Regions from separate parts of the Mus musculus genome. Here all the other regions are linked to region 1. The links are chromatin contacts, called in public Hi-C maps. All regions are on one chromosome and are shown on one strand. The core of a region is the stretch at or near the end of the contact, and the rest is flanking DNA. Distances in the headings are between cores, read along the strand shown. Region 1 overlaps Grik4 (glutamate receptor, ionotropic, kainate 4). Region 2 holds the start of Grik4 (glutamate receptor, ionotropic, kainate 4). Region 3 overlaps Grik4 (glutamate receptor, ionotropic, kainate 4).

The links. Hi-C and Micro-C count contacts between places; a contact is called where the count stands out from the background.
Region 2: a Hi-C map of muscle stem cells shows a contact between it and region 1, with 2.6 times the contacts expected there. The contact joins the promoter of Grik4 here to the enhancer-like site in region 1. A contact is called at or near these places in 2 of 39 promoter capture datasets (cranial neural crest and hippocampal neurons), 11 of 484 Hi-C or Micro-C datasets (cortical neurons, embryonic stem cells, forebrain and 4 more), 6 of 115 datasets of contacts at active chromatin or transcription factors (embryonic stem cells and neural progenitor cells) and 1 of 9 other capture datasets (pancreatic islet).
Region 3: a Hi-C map of muscle stem cells shows a contact between it and region 1, with 2.2 times the contacts expected there. The contact joins two enhancer-like sites. A contact is called at or near these places in 10 of 484 Hi-C or Micro-C datasets (bone marrow-derived macrophages, cerebellar granule neurons, cerebral cortex and 6 more) and 1 of 9 other capture datasets (liver).

Annotation. Positions count from the first base shown.
Region 1 is chr9:42,869,560-42,874,458 of GRCm38.p6, reverse strand. The region is part of intron 1 of Grik4 (glutamate receptor, ionotropic, kainate 4); the gene reads left to right. Among named protein-coding and RNA genes, the nearest start is that of Grik4, 72 kb to the left of the region's middle. Within about 2 kb of position 2,543, at least 35 of the 459 cell types and tissues checked have an H3K27ac peak or open chromatin away from gene starts, as enhancers often do. A contact at or near this core is called in muscle stem cells, where this site is marked.
Region 2 is chr9:42,941,346-42,946,244 of GRCm38.p6, reverse strand. Grik4 (glutamate receptor, ionotropic, kainate 4) reads left to right here and starts at 1,874. Exons shown (of 21, transcript NM_175481.5): 1 at 1,874-1,918.
Region 3 is chr9:42,800,558-42,805,456 of GRCm38.p6, reverse strand. All of the region lies in intron 3 of Grik4 (glutamate receptor, ionotropic, kainate 4), which reads left to right. Among named protein-coding and RNA genes, the nearest start is that of Gm36590, 130 kb to the right of the region's middle. Within about 2 kb of position 2,171, at least 36 of the 459 cell types and tissues checked have an H3K27ac peak or open chromatin away from gene starts, as enhancers often do. A contact at or near this core is called in muscle stem cells, where this site is marked.

The DNA of each region.
Region 1 (4,899 bases), core at 1,294-3,793:
GCATAGCATAGTCAGCGTCTGCGGATAAGACAGGCCTGTATCACACACCTGGGATTTAAAAAAAATATATATTCTTATAACATTTCTCTGTCTTTTAAAGAAACCAGAGTTCTCACTACAGTTCATTATTTCAATAATCTGATGCCAAAGAGAGGGACACAAATGTCTCTATTTCATCCCGGGTAATTGTGTGACCATCAGTCTAAAAGTCTTCTGTAATCCACAAAGTTGCAGAAATTCTCCACCAGTAAGCATTCAGGTCTTTCTCAGGAAACACAGTGAGGAGTAGCGTGGAATCCAATTCAGTCCATATGGCCACAGCATAGATTCCAGAAGGTAAGAAACTGGGTCCTTATGAAATGGAAAGGAAGAACAGAGAGAAGCACCATACAACGTGAATTCTTAAAACGCCATCAAAGTGGACTCCGGGTCTTCACTTCAGAGCACAGTGCTGCTGAGTGGAGCAGACATCAGTCAGGACACTGGCACAGAATGAAGCTTGCTCCTGTTTCCAGAGCACATCATGAGAGGAAACCACGATCCCCGTACATAGGGGCCCTTGGCTCCTTGTGAGGGCAATCAGCTCTTAGAAGCATGTGCACCCGTGTTTGGGCAGTCAGCTCTTAGAAGCATGTGCACCCGTGTTTGGGCAGTCAGCTCTTAGAAGCATGTGCACCCGTGTTTGGGCAGTCAGCTCTTAGAAGCATGTGCACCCGTGTTTGGGCAGTCAGCTCTTAGAAGCATGTGCGCCCGTGTTTGGGCAATCAGCTCTTAGAAGCGTGTGCGCCCCTGTTTGGGCAATCAGCTCTTAGAAGCATGTGCGCCCGTGTTTGGGCAGCCCAGGCGTGAACTCCCAAGCACTTGCTTGCACTTTCCAGGATATGACATCTTCATTTCTGAATGATCCGTAATTGATACTCAGTCTTGACGTGTTCACATAAAGTTTTCCAGTCCCCAAAGCCTCTCTGACAAGTACTTAATGACCTGTAAAATCTTTAAATAAGCTAAAAGAGTACCAGCTTTGAGGAACCAGGCGGCACAGGCTTCTGTGGAGGGAAGGCTTTGCGATGACAGCACCACCCCCACCCTACCCCCAAGTTGTTTTTTTCTGAAGAGATCCACCTGCATCCCTGGTGCTCTGTGACCTGAGCAGGCACAGGTGGGTTGTCCTGACATTTTTTTTTCTTTTTTAATTTCCTAAGACACTGATACACATCTGCTCAAATTAATTACTCCTCCTGGAGCTCCCTCCTGACTCGTTTGGAGAGAACAGGAGCCCTTGGGCTGATGGGACTGTAGTAAGAGGAAGAAGTGTGGCCCTGCATTTGCATCTGTTAGTTCGCTGAGACGGAAGCACCAGCCATATGTCTGGGAGCATCAGTCTAAGCGAGCGGACACCAGAGCTTTGTAGGACAAAGACAAAGACAGGGAGAGGAGAAAGCAGGGCTCATCTATACTGATCAGCAAGATTCTCTAGAAGAGGTGGCTGGAGCACACAGGGAATGAAGGCACCATGATCCCTTCTAACACACATTTAACTTAGGTCCTTTATGACTGGCACGATTGCCACAGCAAGAAAGCATGAAGAGCTACCGTGGATTTGAGACTGGACTGTAGCCAGGCTTGGGAGGTGGGGTCAGAGGTCACCACAAGACCTCCAGGGAGGAGTTGAGCAAGCGGAACAGAGACTATCAATTTGGGCATCACCATACTTTTCATCCATCTGTAACCATATCGCCTACTATGGTGACTTGCCTCAATATCTCCCTTTACTCCAAGAAGAAGCAAGATCACCTGTAATTTAATCCCTGAATACCCTACCTGCCACCTGACAACTGTGGTGGTTTGAATATGCTTGGCCCAGGGAGTGGCACTATTTGGAGGTATGGCCTTGTTGGAGTAGGTGTGGCCTTGCTTTCGTAGGTGTGGCCTTGTAGTAGGTGTGGCCTTGTTAGAGTAGGTGTGGCCTTGTTGGAGTAGGTGTGTCACTGTGGGTGTGGACTTTAAGAACCTCAACCTAGATGCTTGGAAACCAGTCTTCTAACAACCTTCAGATGAAGATGTAGAATTATCAGCTCCTCCTGGACCATGCTTGCCTGCATACTGCCATGCTCCAGTTTTGATGATAAAGGACTGAACCTCTGAACCTGTAAGCCAGCCCCAGTTAAATATTGTCCTTATAAGAGTTGCCTTGGTCATGGTGTCTTTTCACATCAATAAAACTCTAATTAAGACAGCAACAAACTGAAGAAGGGAGGTAGCCACATATTGGCTAAGCCAAATAAGTGCTTTAACCTCTCAACCTCTCAACATCCTAATCTACTTGCCACACAGAGGCTACCGTACCCATCTCAGTGGCTGCTGAGAGAATCGGCCACACATGTACGGCCTTTGTGTGGTGCTGGGCATCTAGTGAGTGTTGTACAAAGGAAGAGTCACATAGGGATCCTGTAGCAGAAGCAGCCTCCAGAGGGCTGGAGACCCCGCTGCCACAGGCCGCTGAGTCACACATGAGTCATCATTTGGCAAGCCTTGGATTTCCAAGTCAGGGGAGTGAGCAAAGGAAATGGTGTCTCAATCACTCACTTGCTTAAACACTGAGCTGGGCTCAGCCTGGAAATGTGGCAGTGAGCAAGATGACATGCCAGCAGTAGGTGGCACCAGTAGGACTCCTCTGGGGCTACAGACCCAGACCACCAGGCAGAGCTCTTTGGAGCCGGGTACCTAATTCTTTCAGAAGACAGAGCCTGCAGCCATGAGAACCCATTAGGTCTAGGCTGAGGCCTGCAGGTTAATCCCTTCATATCCAGGACTTAGAGACAGGAAGCAGAGGCAGGCATAAGTGACACTCTGGGACAAGGTTCGAACATGAGAGAGAAAGAAGCCCAAAGGAATCCCTTGTATTATTAGGAATGTGTGCTGGGTCCACATCCCTATTTCCTGGCTCCCAGCTCCTGCAGTCTCCTCAGTCTCCAGTCTTCCAGTCATCCAGACTCCATGTCTTTCATGTTGCTAATGAGTTGACCGATGGTGTCGACCCTTGGATAGTTTGAGGATGAGGGATGGCATCTGAAGTACCAGAGCAGGATCAGAGGAAATCCAAGTCCATCTCCACCCTCAGGAGAACTATGATTTGAGTGTTGGCTGCCTGCTCCCAGAACTCATATTGAAATGATGGAGTTAAGGGGTGACATATTTGCCACAGAGACATTGTCCTCATGAATAGATTAAGGCTATCGATTATCATGGAGTCCTTAGTGCCAAGTGACCTTTCTTTTCCTGTCCTACTTCTGTACCTTCCCAGCGTGTCTTCTTCTGCCGTGTGACGTCTGCAGCAAGACGTCACTCATCATATGTGGCCCTCAGAACAGTGAGCCCAACAAGCACCTATTGTTCATAACTTGCCTAGGCTTGGTACCGTTACAGCGGCAGGAAATAGATCAGAATAGCGAGTTGAGGACACCGGACCACGAGGGAGACACCATTTACATTCCGATGACAGACAATGGGAGCAGGTCCCTAAAGACTTGTCCCAGTTCCAAACTCAATCACAGGGTATGCCGGCTCCTCGCACGTGTAGTAACGATGTCTCTATAGTTCCCGGCACTCTTAGGAAGGCTGCCTGGCGCTTGTAGACAAACACATCCACACTGACATCCTGCCTCTTGTTCACAGTGTGTCGGTCTCCAGCTTCCCAACCTGTGGCACTCTAGGATTTTCCTGGCTGGGGTGGGTTAGGTATTTGCCTGCTCAGATTTTTCTGCCTTACTTTCCACTCTGCCTGTGCCCACCCATCCTTGAAGTCTCAGGCTATTCTCACCGAAAGATTTTCCCACCCTTCATATCTTTATCTCTGATGTTTTCAGTCATGGCCTCAGTACATTATACAATTACTTTTTGTGTTTTCTTTTTTCTTCTTTTTCTAACCGCTCTGGACTGGAAGTTCCATAATGGTTGAACTTCTCCATCTCATTCAGCACTCTCCGCCCTTAGCCCCGCCCCCGGCCCCGCCCCCCCAGAGGTACACAGCAGGGAGAGGCCATCGGCTGCCTACCTCATTGCTCAGAAAGAAGGATAATTTGATCACTGGTGCCCACCGTATCCTCTGCCACACTTGATACTCCTGCCATACTGACCTATGGTATTATGGCATGTAGAACATCCCTTAGTCTTTCTCGTGGTCTATGCAGTTCAGTCTGATGGAAAAGCGTTTTACTCTCACTGGAAGCTCCCAACCCATCCCATGAGCATTTACGGCTCAGTCCTGTCCTCTGTAGTTCTTAGCAGGCTGTGCTGCATCCCCTTCTCAGATTCTGAGCTTCTCAGGCACCTATACCACAGAAAAAGGGAGCCCTGTCATAGGCCCAACAATTCTTTGCTACACTGGTTTTGCCTAATATTTTCAGATGTCTACCGTGTGTCAAACAGTGTGTTAACCAGTGGTTCTCAACCTGCCCGATGCTGCTGCGACCCTTTAATGCAGTTGTGCTGACCCTTAACCGTAAAATTATTTTGTTGCTACTTCATAACTGTAATTTTGCTACTTTTATGAGTCATAATGTAAATATCTGAAATGGGGTCACGACCCACACAGGTTTTAGAACTGCTGTAACGTTGGGGGTTGAAAGATCAGACCTTGTCTCTAGTTGTAGGTCCTGGGAAGGGACAGGCCTGTTAACTGGGAAACATGAAAGAATAGTGGAAGGGATTTAGAGAAAAAGGCTTTGGGGGCATAGTGGATTCTGCCTGGGAGGTAGAAGGTTCTAGAGCAGCTTATGGGGGCAGTGGTCAGAGGAAAGGCAGAGTGGGACTTCAGCCCGAGGCGGGGTTTCAGAGAGAAATTTGTACCTCTATATCTGACTCGGATGTAGGCTTATTTGAAAGTTTTGGGAGAAGGAG
Region 2 (4,899 bases), core at 625-3,124, 72 kb before region 1:
GTGCTGTTGTTGAATTCTTCCAGTAGACTAAGAACCATGCATGTCACTCTGAAGTCACCAGGGACTGTGAAATAACTTATCCTGCTCACAGGGATGCCCCTCACTGCTGTCAGCCCAGAGCAGGTTCTGCATACACTACCGATACCGTCCTCTCACTCACGCTAACAGGTTCTAGCATTCCAAGGCAGGGAAAGGCGCTGCAGTCACCTCAGGATAGGATAGGAGTGTCCCACAGATCACCTTCAACTCATTCAGAAGGCAGGGTAAGGTCCACCTTGCCAAGTTGATGTGAAAGCCTTTGGGAATGGCACTTGAATAAATGGTGTAGTCTTGACACAGGATAAATGTTAAAAAAAAAAAAAACTGGACTGAAGAAATGGAATCCTATCCAATATGGAAACCTTTGACCTGTGCTGAGGCAGGTTGGATTCAACTTAACCTCATGGATTGGTTTTATTAGGTCAGTAGAAAGTCAGGTAGCTTGTGTTCCTGACATCCGTCTGACAGTTGATTGAGGAAAGACCGAAGGGACTGGAGCTATCCAGAGTGGCCGGTCCTGTGCCAACAGAGCACTCATAAAGTCCAGTCTGGGAGAGGAGGTGGGAGAGAGAACAGGCTCTTACAACCACAATCGCCACCCCCCCCAGCCCCCCAAGCAGGTAACTCAGCTCTGCTGCCCTCCCGGCATGATATAGGGAGTGTCAACAAATATCCTGTAGTCCGTGTATATTGTCCTCCCAGGCCCTAGAACCAACCAAGAATGCCTAGAACAGCCCCTTCGTGGAGACTTTAGGGTAAGCAGGTGGTTAGGTGTGAAGGAAGAGTGGGAGACGATTGGGAGGCTGGCTTAGATGCTTTCCGGGTTTGTCTACGGCTAAGACTCTGGGTTTGAAATGAGGAACTAATCGGTTTGAGGAAGTCACTTGACCCCCTGAGGCCTCCTGCTCCTCTGCCCTCTCCTTTTCTAGCCCCCCACCCACCCACCCCAAGGCTGCTATGATGTGGCCAAATGATCCCTCAAACCAAGTAGCTTGGTTCTCTCTTGGTCCAGCCCCCAGCTCCTGGTGAAGGCTAGGTCTTTCACCTTTCCTAGGCCGAGGTTTCCTTATGTGTAGCATAAAGTGACAACTTCTCCCAGGAGGTCTGTGTGCACAAACCAGTAGACTTCCAAACGTGAGCTGTGGTTCTTCGGCCTCCTGAAACATTGTGGTCTATCTGGCCTTGCTAAAGCAAAGCTTCACCCAGCTCCGCGCCACCACCGAGGAGGCCGCAGTCTCTACGCCTCGTCCCCTAGGTCTGGCCCCTAAAACGCCACCAGGAGTCGCCCTTCGCCCACCGAAGCAGGCCAAGCTAATAACTCCTGCGGACCAGGGCGGGCTGCCCCTTGGCGCTGGATGGTGAAGTGTACCCCAGCTCCTCACTTGGGGGTCAGTCCTCTGCAGCGCCCACCCGGAGCCCCCCCATCCCCGGCCCGCCGTCTCCCGATCGTCCGGATCAGGGAAGCTGCAAGTTTGGCTCTGTCTGTTCCGGCCTCCCCGCCTCGCCGCTCGGCTACCTAGGTCCGGGTCCCCAGCTAAAGACCCCGCCGGCGAGCGGAGACTCCGGCGGCCGCGGCCCGGAAGGGACGCCCCCTCCCCGGCCGGCCGCGTGCGGGACCGCCGCAGTTCCCTCACTGCCCGCCGGGCGGCGCCTCAGCGCCTTTCCGCGCGCCTCCCGCGCTGCCCGCTCCCGGCTCGCTCGCAGCCGGACACAGACTCTGCCTTCGGCTGCTGGCGGATCGAGCTGGAGCCGCCGCCGCCGCCGCTGCGGAAGAAAAAAAAAAAAAGAAAAAAAAAAAAAAAAGGGAAAACAACAGCCGGGCCGCCGGCCGAGCAACGTCGGGTCCCCAGCTTGGCGCCCGGAGTGCGGAGCCGCCCAGGTAAGGGCAGCAGCCCCCGCGCCGCCCCCGACCGGCGCCCTACGCTGTCTCCCCGCGCCCCCCGGGGCTGCGCCGCACCCCGACTTCTGACGTCTCCGCCGCTAGCTCCCTCCGGGCCGCGGCCCGCACCCTGCCTGGCCCCGCTCCCGCCTCCAGCTGCCCAGTCCCCTGCACTCTGATGCCTGCGACCCCGGATTCTCCGCTGAGCCCCCGCCACCTTGCCCCGTACTTCCCCTAGTCTCCATCCCTGCCTGCTTCCCCCTGCGCCTCCTCTCCTCCGCTCCGATCCTCCTTCTGTGATCCTCCCTCTTCCCAGTCCAACTCCCAGCCCAGCCTCTGCCCCCTGCAGGGATGACGGCCCCTTCCCGACACTGGCGATTCTACCCCGCCTCGTCACCCTCGGCTTCTCCTACGGGCCGCTCTTGCCCGCCACAGTCTTCCATCAGACCAGCCCGGCTTCTGAGCCCCCTTCTCCCTTCCCTCTTTGCCATCTGTCTTGACCACCCCTGCTCGGGCCCTGGACTCCGGCCACCACCACACCCCCAACCCTGCACGCCGTCTTGCTTTGGGCCAAGCCAGCGTCCTATCAGAAATGACCCTCCTTCTTGCGACTAATGGGCCTCTTAGCCATCCCACCCTAGTTCACCCGAGTGGGAAGTAAGGGAAAAACTCTGGAGACCTGCATTGGGCGCTGGAGGGGGAAGGGGATCAGTGGAGGGGGAGGGGAGCTAAGGAGATGTTCTTTAGTGAGGACCGGGCAGAGCCGGAGTGGTTCCGACCCAGCTTGGGGTGGAAGGCGCCCTGGTGACGGCTGGGACAGGGGGTTTGTCCAAGGCGCCAAGAGCACCTGTGCCTCCCTCCCTGGGCTCCCTGGAGCTGAGGAAAGTGAGGGAGGAGGTGGAGCCTGGGGAGAGTTGGCCCAGGGCTTTGGGGTTGGGGGAGGCGCGACCAAAGGGATAGACAAGGCACGCGGGCCAGGTTGCCTGGCTGTAGCCAGGCTATGCAGGCTGAGCTGGTCCCCTCTTGGACCTTGGGCTGTGTGGTTCTTGGCATCTGTACTTGATGCTGCCATCTTCCTCTTGGTGCTGTTGTCTGGTGATGCCACGCGGTGCCACCTCCCTGCCTCCCTCCAGTGGCTCTTCTGGGCATGTCTCCCAGGGGCCTGGGCTGTCTGGAAAGAGGAGGGGAACTCTGGCTGGGCCTGGCCACTGTGCCTGACAAGTAGGTATCTCTTGAGACCAGGGCAGGAGGGCTGAGGGTTGGCCAAGAGGATCTGAGCCCTGCCAGGGACAAAGAGAACTATCTTCTTTTTGGCTCCAGTGGGTCGTCTGGTGGTAGTGTCCCTTTTGGGAGCACCTGGAAAAGCTAGCCTTGTAGTCCCTGGGTCAGAGCTGCAGGGGTGTGGCTTGAGAGGGAGCAATCCTGTCTTGCTTTGATCCTGGAGTGTCCTAGTGGTGGCAAGGGGCTGGAGAGGTCGGCTGAGTTCCAGCTCTGCCAGGGAAGGAAGCCCCTGGAATTCCGCCGGGCCTCTTCAGGCTGGCTTTCTTTGCGGAGGCCGTGGCTCATGCTTCATCGTTAATCAGGTTTATTATTTTCCTCACTGGCTGGATGTATTCCTCAAGGTCGTGACCCTTTAGAGAGTTAATCTAATATGCACACGTTACAGTGTCTGGGTTTGTTTAATTTTCCAGATTATGTTCATTTCTTGTGGCCTGGGCTTGCCCACCAGCCTTGCGTCAGTCTCCAGCGCCACCCTCTGTTTTCCTGGACCTGCCACTTGAGACCTGAAGGCAGGGTTGGTTCTAGCAGTGGGGGACAGAGTGGGTTTGATGGACGGGGGGAGTTGGGCTTTCATGTTTTCCCTTTCTCCAATAGACATCTCAATCTTGACGGAAGCTTTCTCAGCTCTGAAAGTTTGTTCTAAAGCCTTCCAGTCTGGGCTCCCTTAGAATGCAGAGAGAACTTTTGCATGACAGAGGGAAGTGCATTTTTTCTGGAGGAGCTGCAGCTGCTCTCTAGAGACTTCAGTTCCCAGAGATAGGAAGAGGGTAAGCAGGCCTGGGTGAGCCAGAAAGCCCAGTGCCCAACAGGAAGCCAGAGTCACTGACGAGGAGGGTAGCTGTGCTGTGCTTTGTGCCTGGAAGAGGCGTGTTGGTCCTACCACAGAGTACTTGTCCCTTCTGAGTGACAGCCTTCTGCAGGCCTCTGGATGCTGCACAGCCGGCCCACTTCATCCTCAGTAGCCTTTGCTGTGTCTGCCAGCAGCCAAATTGGTTGGCCCACAGGAACTGAAGCTCAGAGAACTATACTTGCCCCAGCAGACTCTGGTTCGTAGTCCAGTGCTCTTGCTCTGGGCTGCCCGGAAAGCCCCTCCCAGCTTATGCTTCCCGTTCACCCTTTTATTAATGGAATCTCCCAGCATCAGTGTAGATGACCACTTTGGTCTCCAGAGCGGGTCCCTATCTCAGACACCCTCCTCATCCGTGGGCTACAGGATACAGAACACAGGCTTTTGCTTAGCACTGATGGCCCTCTGTATGTGGGTCCCGGCATCATGTCACATCACGGCCTCAGGAGTGAACTGTCTATCCCTCAGCACAGGCACCACATGGCCTCATTCACACCATTCTCCTTTCTGCCCTGTACAACCACTTGAGTTGCTAGAACCTTCCATAGCATGGAAGAGCAGAAACCCTAGCTGCTAACTGGAGATACACCTGAGTTCTTATCCCCATAACATTTCCTGCATGACCTTGGCAGAGCTGCCTAACCTTTCTCTAAGTTTTGTTCTCCTCACCTGTAAAACCTGGATGGGCTCTGCTTTGTAAGGCTGCCGCCAATGGATTTGGTAGTCGAGGTTGGGCATCTGGGATGTATTCCCGGTATGGCCCCTCCCCCTCTTTCCCTCCATAGGCTGTGTCGGCTACTAGCCTTGCCAGGTGTTGAGACAGATCTGTCCTTGCACATGTCCCTACCCAGAC
Region 3 (4,899 bases), core at 922-3,421, 69 kb after region 1:
CTAGTAGCTTTGACTCATCTTTTGGGGGCCTTTTAGCTATTAGGCAGCAGAGTCAGCTTCAGTACCATGTGACATTTTCTCTTCGTTTCCCCTGATATCTTCTGTTAGTCAATGTCCTTTTCCCTGCTGTGTTGGGTACTTACTCAGTTCTTGTTAACTGATGGATGACTGCTTGCTTGCCTTGGCCGGTCCTTCTGCACTGCACTGTATACACATTGGGCTACCCACTACTGACCAAGGGTGAGGGAGGCTTATCCATGCTCTCTCTATCTATGCTCTTACTCTGTGGGAACGTGTTTCATCCTATCCTCCTGCTGGGGATGATCCCCCTCCTCCCTGCTGCCTCCTCCTCCTCCTCCTCCCAGCTGCCTCTTCTCTTTGCTCCTCCTCCTACTCATCCTCTTCCACCTCTTCTCTTTATTTTGATTCTCCTCCTCCTCTCCCTCCTCCCCATCCTCCCCTCCTCTTCCTCCTCCTCTTTTTCTTCCTCTCCTGTCACTTTTGACTAAAATAGCTTTTCATCTGAAAATCCTTCCCCTGGGGACAGCAGCATCTCTTATTTCGGGTTTTAAAATATTGAAAGATGGATAATCATGGCTTGTATGGTCTCTTACTTTGCCTTGGCATTTTTACCCCCAGTAAATTACCAGATGATAGCTGACAGAGGAGGAAACCAGCACGGATCAGCAGGAACTTCAGAGGGTTGGTCCTGATGCTCAAGGGAGTCTCTCGGCATTGGTGGCACGGGACATCGGGCAGGTTAAGGCAACAACTGAATCTCTTTCTTGTTTAACGCTTTCCTACACAGCGCAGCAGTAAGAGCTCAGACTTGTCTGATGCTCAGCCTCACTAGGTCCCCCACCCCCCCATCCCCAGGCACTTCACAACTATAAGTTTCTACTTAGTTGACTTCCTCCAGTGACCCTCAATCCTTTGCAGAGAATGTCTAACCTAGAGCATTCAAATGTTATCAAGATGAAGCTAACAGGAGGATTGGGGGGGGGGGGAGACCAGTGCGAAGAATAAAGCCACTGGTTACTGATCTCATCCGCTGTGTATGAAATCTATTGGGCACACTGAGACAAACCTACTGCCGATTTCTTAGCCTTGTAGAGGATTCACCATGGGGTATTTTGAGTAGTGAGTTCCCCTCCTAATGTTACAACATGATTTGATTTATGAAAGTCTGATCATTGTGCAACTTTTCTTCTTTATTCCAAATTGAATCAGTTAGGTAAACAATCAGCCAGTATTTCACCATAGTGGCAAATAGATATTGATGACCCTTCATGTGTCACCTGGACAGGGGACACAAGGAAGCCTTTGGACCACAATCTCTTCTTTGGTGAGCATCTCAAGGGAGTCTGTGTCTGTCTGATTCATGCGTTTCCTCTCAGGATCTAGTCTTGACTGCAGGGCCAGGCTTTCCCACCATCTGCTGAATGGGTAATATATGGCAAAGTTTGAATTTTGAGCCACCCTTTCAGTGTTCCAATGCTCCCCCTGCCAGGGTGAGACCATGCCCAAGCATGGCATCCCATTTGCCTGCTAGCCCACAAGACGTAATTAGGAAAAGTGTAGTGTGAATGTGAAATGTTCCCAGAGTGTGTTTGAACTCTTGGTTGACAGCTGGTGATGTTGTTTTGGAAGGCCACAAAACCTTTAAGAGGTGGAGCCTCACCGAAGAATGAGGGAGGGCCACTGAGCAAGGGTCTGGAGGCTTTATACCCCAGCCTCACCTCTTAGCTACTAGTTTTCTGAGTGTGAATGTACTGGCCCTCTGCTCTATGCTCTTGTGGATTGCATCCTCCTCAGCTGGGAGCCACAATAAACCCTTTGTTCCTCAAGTTGCTTCCTGCCACTTATTTGGTCACAGTAATGAGGCAAGAGACTAATACAGAAAATGAGTATTTTGCCTCCAAAGTGAATGTGTGTTTCTGTAAATGCACTTGCATTCAGATCCTAGACGACTGACTCCCTCTATCTTGCTTCTGGACCCACCCACTTGAACCTACACACTTTGGGGTGGATATGGGAGCTGGCAGGAGTTGGAGAGCTATCTAGGTCAGTGTGCCCAGTGAAGTCATCGGCCAAGATGACACAACTCTCCAACTGGTAACGTTGGTGCCATGGTTTGCAGTGAATAGAGTGTTCTGATGTGTTTACTGGGTTTCTAGGAGACAGGCAGAAGGGGGCATGTGCTGTGAGGAGGAGTCCAAGGCTCTCAGGATTTGTGGCTTATCCAGGATTCTACCAAAGTAAATGGTAAAGTCAGAGGATATGAACTGAGCAGAATCTGAGGGTGTCACAGTCTGAGACAGCCTTTTGGCAGCACATTCCCTGTGGCCAAGATCCAAAAGCTTCCAGAGGCCAGAATGCTGCTGTCTGGACCTCACAGAGGAGTAGGCAAATCATGGCAGTGACCATTAGTAACTGAGGCTTCTCTATAATTTTTCTCAGCATATTGTGACGAGTCTTTGGGGCTGGGCATTGGCAAAGGTTACAGTGCAGAAGCATCGGAGGTGAGACGTAGGGCCCTGATTCTGTAACTGCGAACTGTGGATGATGGAGTTGGTTTCAATATCATTTGGGTGTGTGGCTGCCTATGTTTATTTGTTCTGGAATGGTCTGGCTTCCCTGCCTGGGACTCGAGTTCATTTTGTCTGGCTGTGATGATATCCACTCCTCAGCTGGATACATCAAGGTCTAGCCCTGCCTGAGGAAGTGACCGGTACACTTGTTAGTCACCACTGGGTTGAGCTGGGAGCACACGGTACTGAAAGAATCTTATCAGAATTTCAAAAACCTGTCTTCAGCTCCATGAAATGGCTTGCAGAGCCCTAGGATGTGGACTGAGTCATTTGTACATTGTATTTGAGGGAAAGGGGGTGGGCTTCTGGAAACTATGAAGAGAGATCTTTGTTTCCACATTTAAAAAAGTCTATCTGGCAGATGGAATGGGCATTTTGGGTACCAGGTGACCATGAGAGGTTTAACAGGGATTTCAGCATCAAATTGAAGATTTCACCTGTCACCCTTAGGACCCTTAGGGTGTGACAGTTTAGTTAGCCTTTGGTCCCATTTGCACATGGAAGACACTTCTGTTTCATTGTGGTTTCATTAATAACCATTAACAAGAGCTTAAATTGAGACAGTCACCTGCCTAATTAAAGCCATGACCCTACTTGGCTCCAGTTGCTTGGGGGAAATCAGGTAAGACATGCTAGCAGGCAGATCTTGTTTTGTGATACAGTCCAGACTCTCTGGGGGCGTCCTTTCTCCTTGTGGCTGTGGCTGTGTGGTGGGTGGGAGAAGCAGCTGCTAGATCTTAGCTGAGTGCTCGCGTGGTGCGAGTCTGAGTCGGTGGGATGCACTCATGAACGCCAGCAAAACCTGAACATTCCTCTCGTAGCCTCTCGGCTCAGCTGCAGGCAAGACCGCAGTCACATTTAACTCTCATTAGTCTGGATAAGCAGACACACGTCCCCCGCAGGGTTTATGGAAGCTGCTGGGGGCACTCACAGGGCATCAGGATGCTGTAGACAAGCCAAGAGGCTTCCCAACAGCCGCTCTTGCAGATGGGTATTTCTTCTCACTTGGTGGCTGGTCAGCTCCTAGAAGACTGAGTTGATGGCGCCTAGCTAGGCTACAAAATGACAAAGAGAATTGTGGAGAGAACCCAGGCTAATCCAGGCCTAACTTTTCATGCACTGGCATCTACTGTCTTCTTCGTCTGCAGATAGCATTCCTGTGCTGGCCTCAGGAGGCGCCACGCGTGAGTCCAGTGTGCAGCCGTGCTTGGGAATGTCTGCTGGTGTGACCTCTTTAGATGACCTCTTTAGGTGCTCGCCTCTGAACCTCTACCCCAGGGTGGCAGGCACTGGCCACAGCCTGTTCTGTTCCTTTCCTCCCAGGTTTGAGGTGGGCTGGTGTCCATGGTGAACTTCTCCTGCTCCTGGGAGCTCTCACCCCTGGAAACCTCAGCGTGCCTCAGCTTGCCCAGCATATCACTGTCAGCCTCAGGACTTACCCACCTGTTTCATACACATGTTTTCAAGAATTGTATTGTATTTGAATTCCACCCACACCAGGCGTCTAGGAGCATCCCATGGGGGATAGTCTCTGTCTTTTGTCCCTTCACACCAGATGGCAGATCTTATCTTGACTCCTGCCCCTCCTTAAACTATCCATGCCAGTTCTCTCTGTCCCTTTCAGGAGGCACCGTGGAAGAACTGCTTACCCAAGCCCCTTTACCTCCTCTCCCCTCTTTTCCTATCAACAGCGCTCAGAATCAAACTCGATTGTCAGGCTTGGTGACAAGCACACTTAGCCACTGAGCCATCTCCGTGGCTCCCTCTTCGTGTCTTTCAATCTCTGAATATGGCTGTTTCTCAGACCTTTGACCTCAAGTGTCTCCCATATCCACACCACGGCTGTGGTGATCTTATGTATGTCTACGTGTCTACATAGATGATCTTCCGGTCTCCTCTTCAGCTCTGAACCCATCCTGTAGCTCATCCATGCAGCAATCTACCTGTCATCTTCACACGGGTGACAATATAGACTTAGATATGGCGTGTCTGCAGCTGAGATCTTATCACCTCCTGGCCTGCTCTTCCTAGCGTTTCCCCACTCGTGAGCTGTAATGAGAGGGATGCTGAGATGGCTCAGGAGGCAAGAGTGCTCGCTGTGTAAGTGTGGGAATCAAATCCTCAGCATCCATAGAAAAAGCTCCTCATGGTTACGTGTACCCAAAACCCCAGCACTGTGGAACAGGTGGATCCTGGGAGATTGCCTGGCCATAGAGCTGAGTTCTTCATTCAATGAGTGACTGTGTTTCAGGCATACAGTAGATCAGTGGTACAGGAGAACACCCAGTGTCCTTCTCTGGCCTCCACA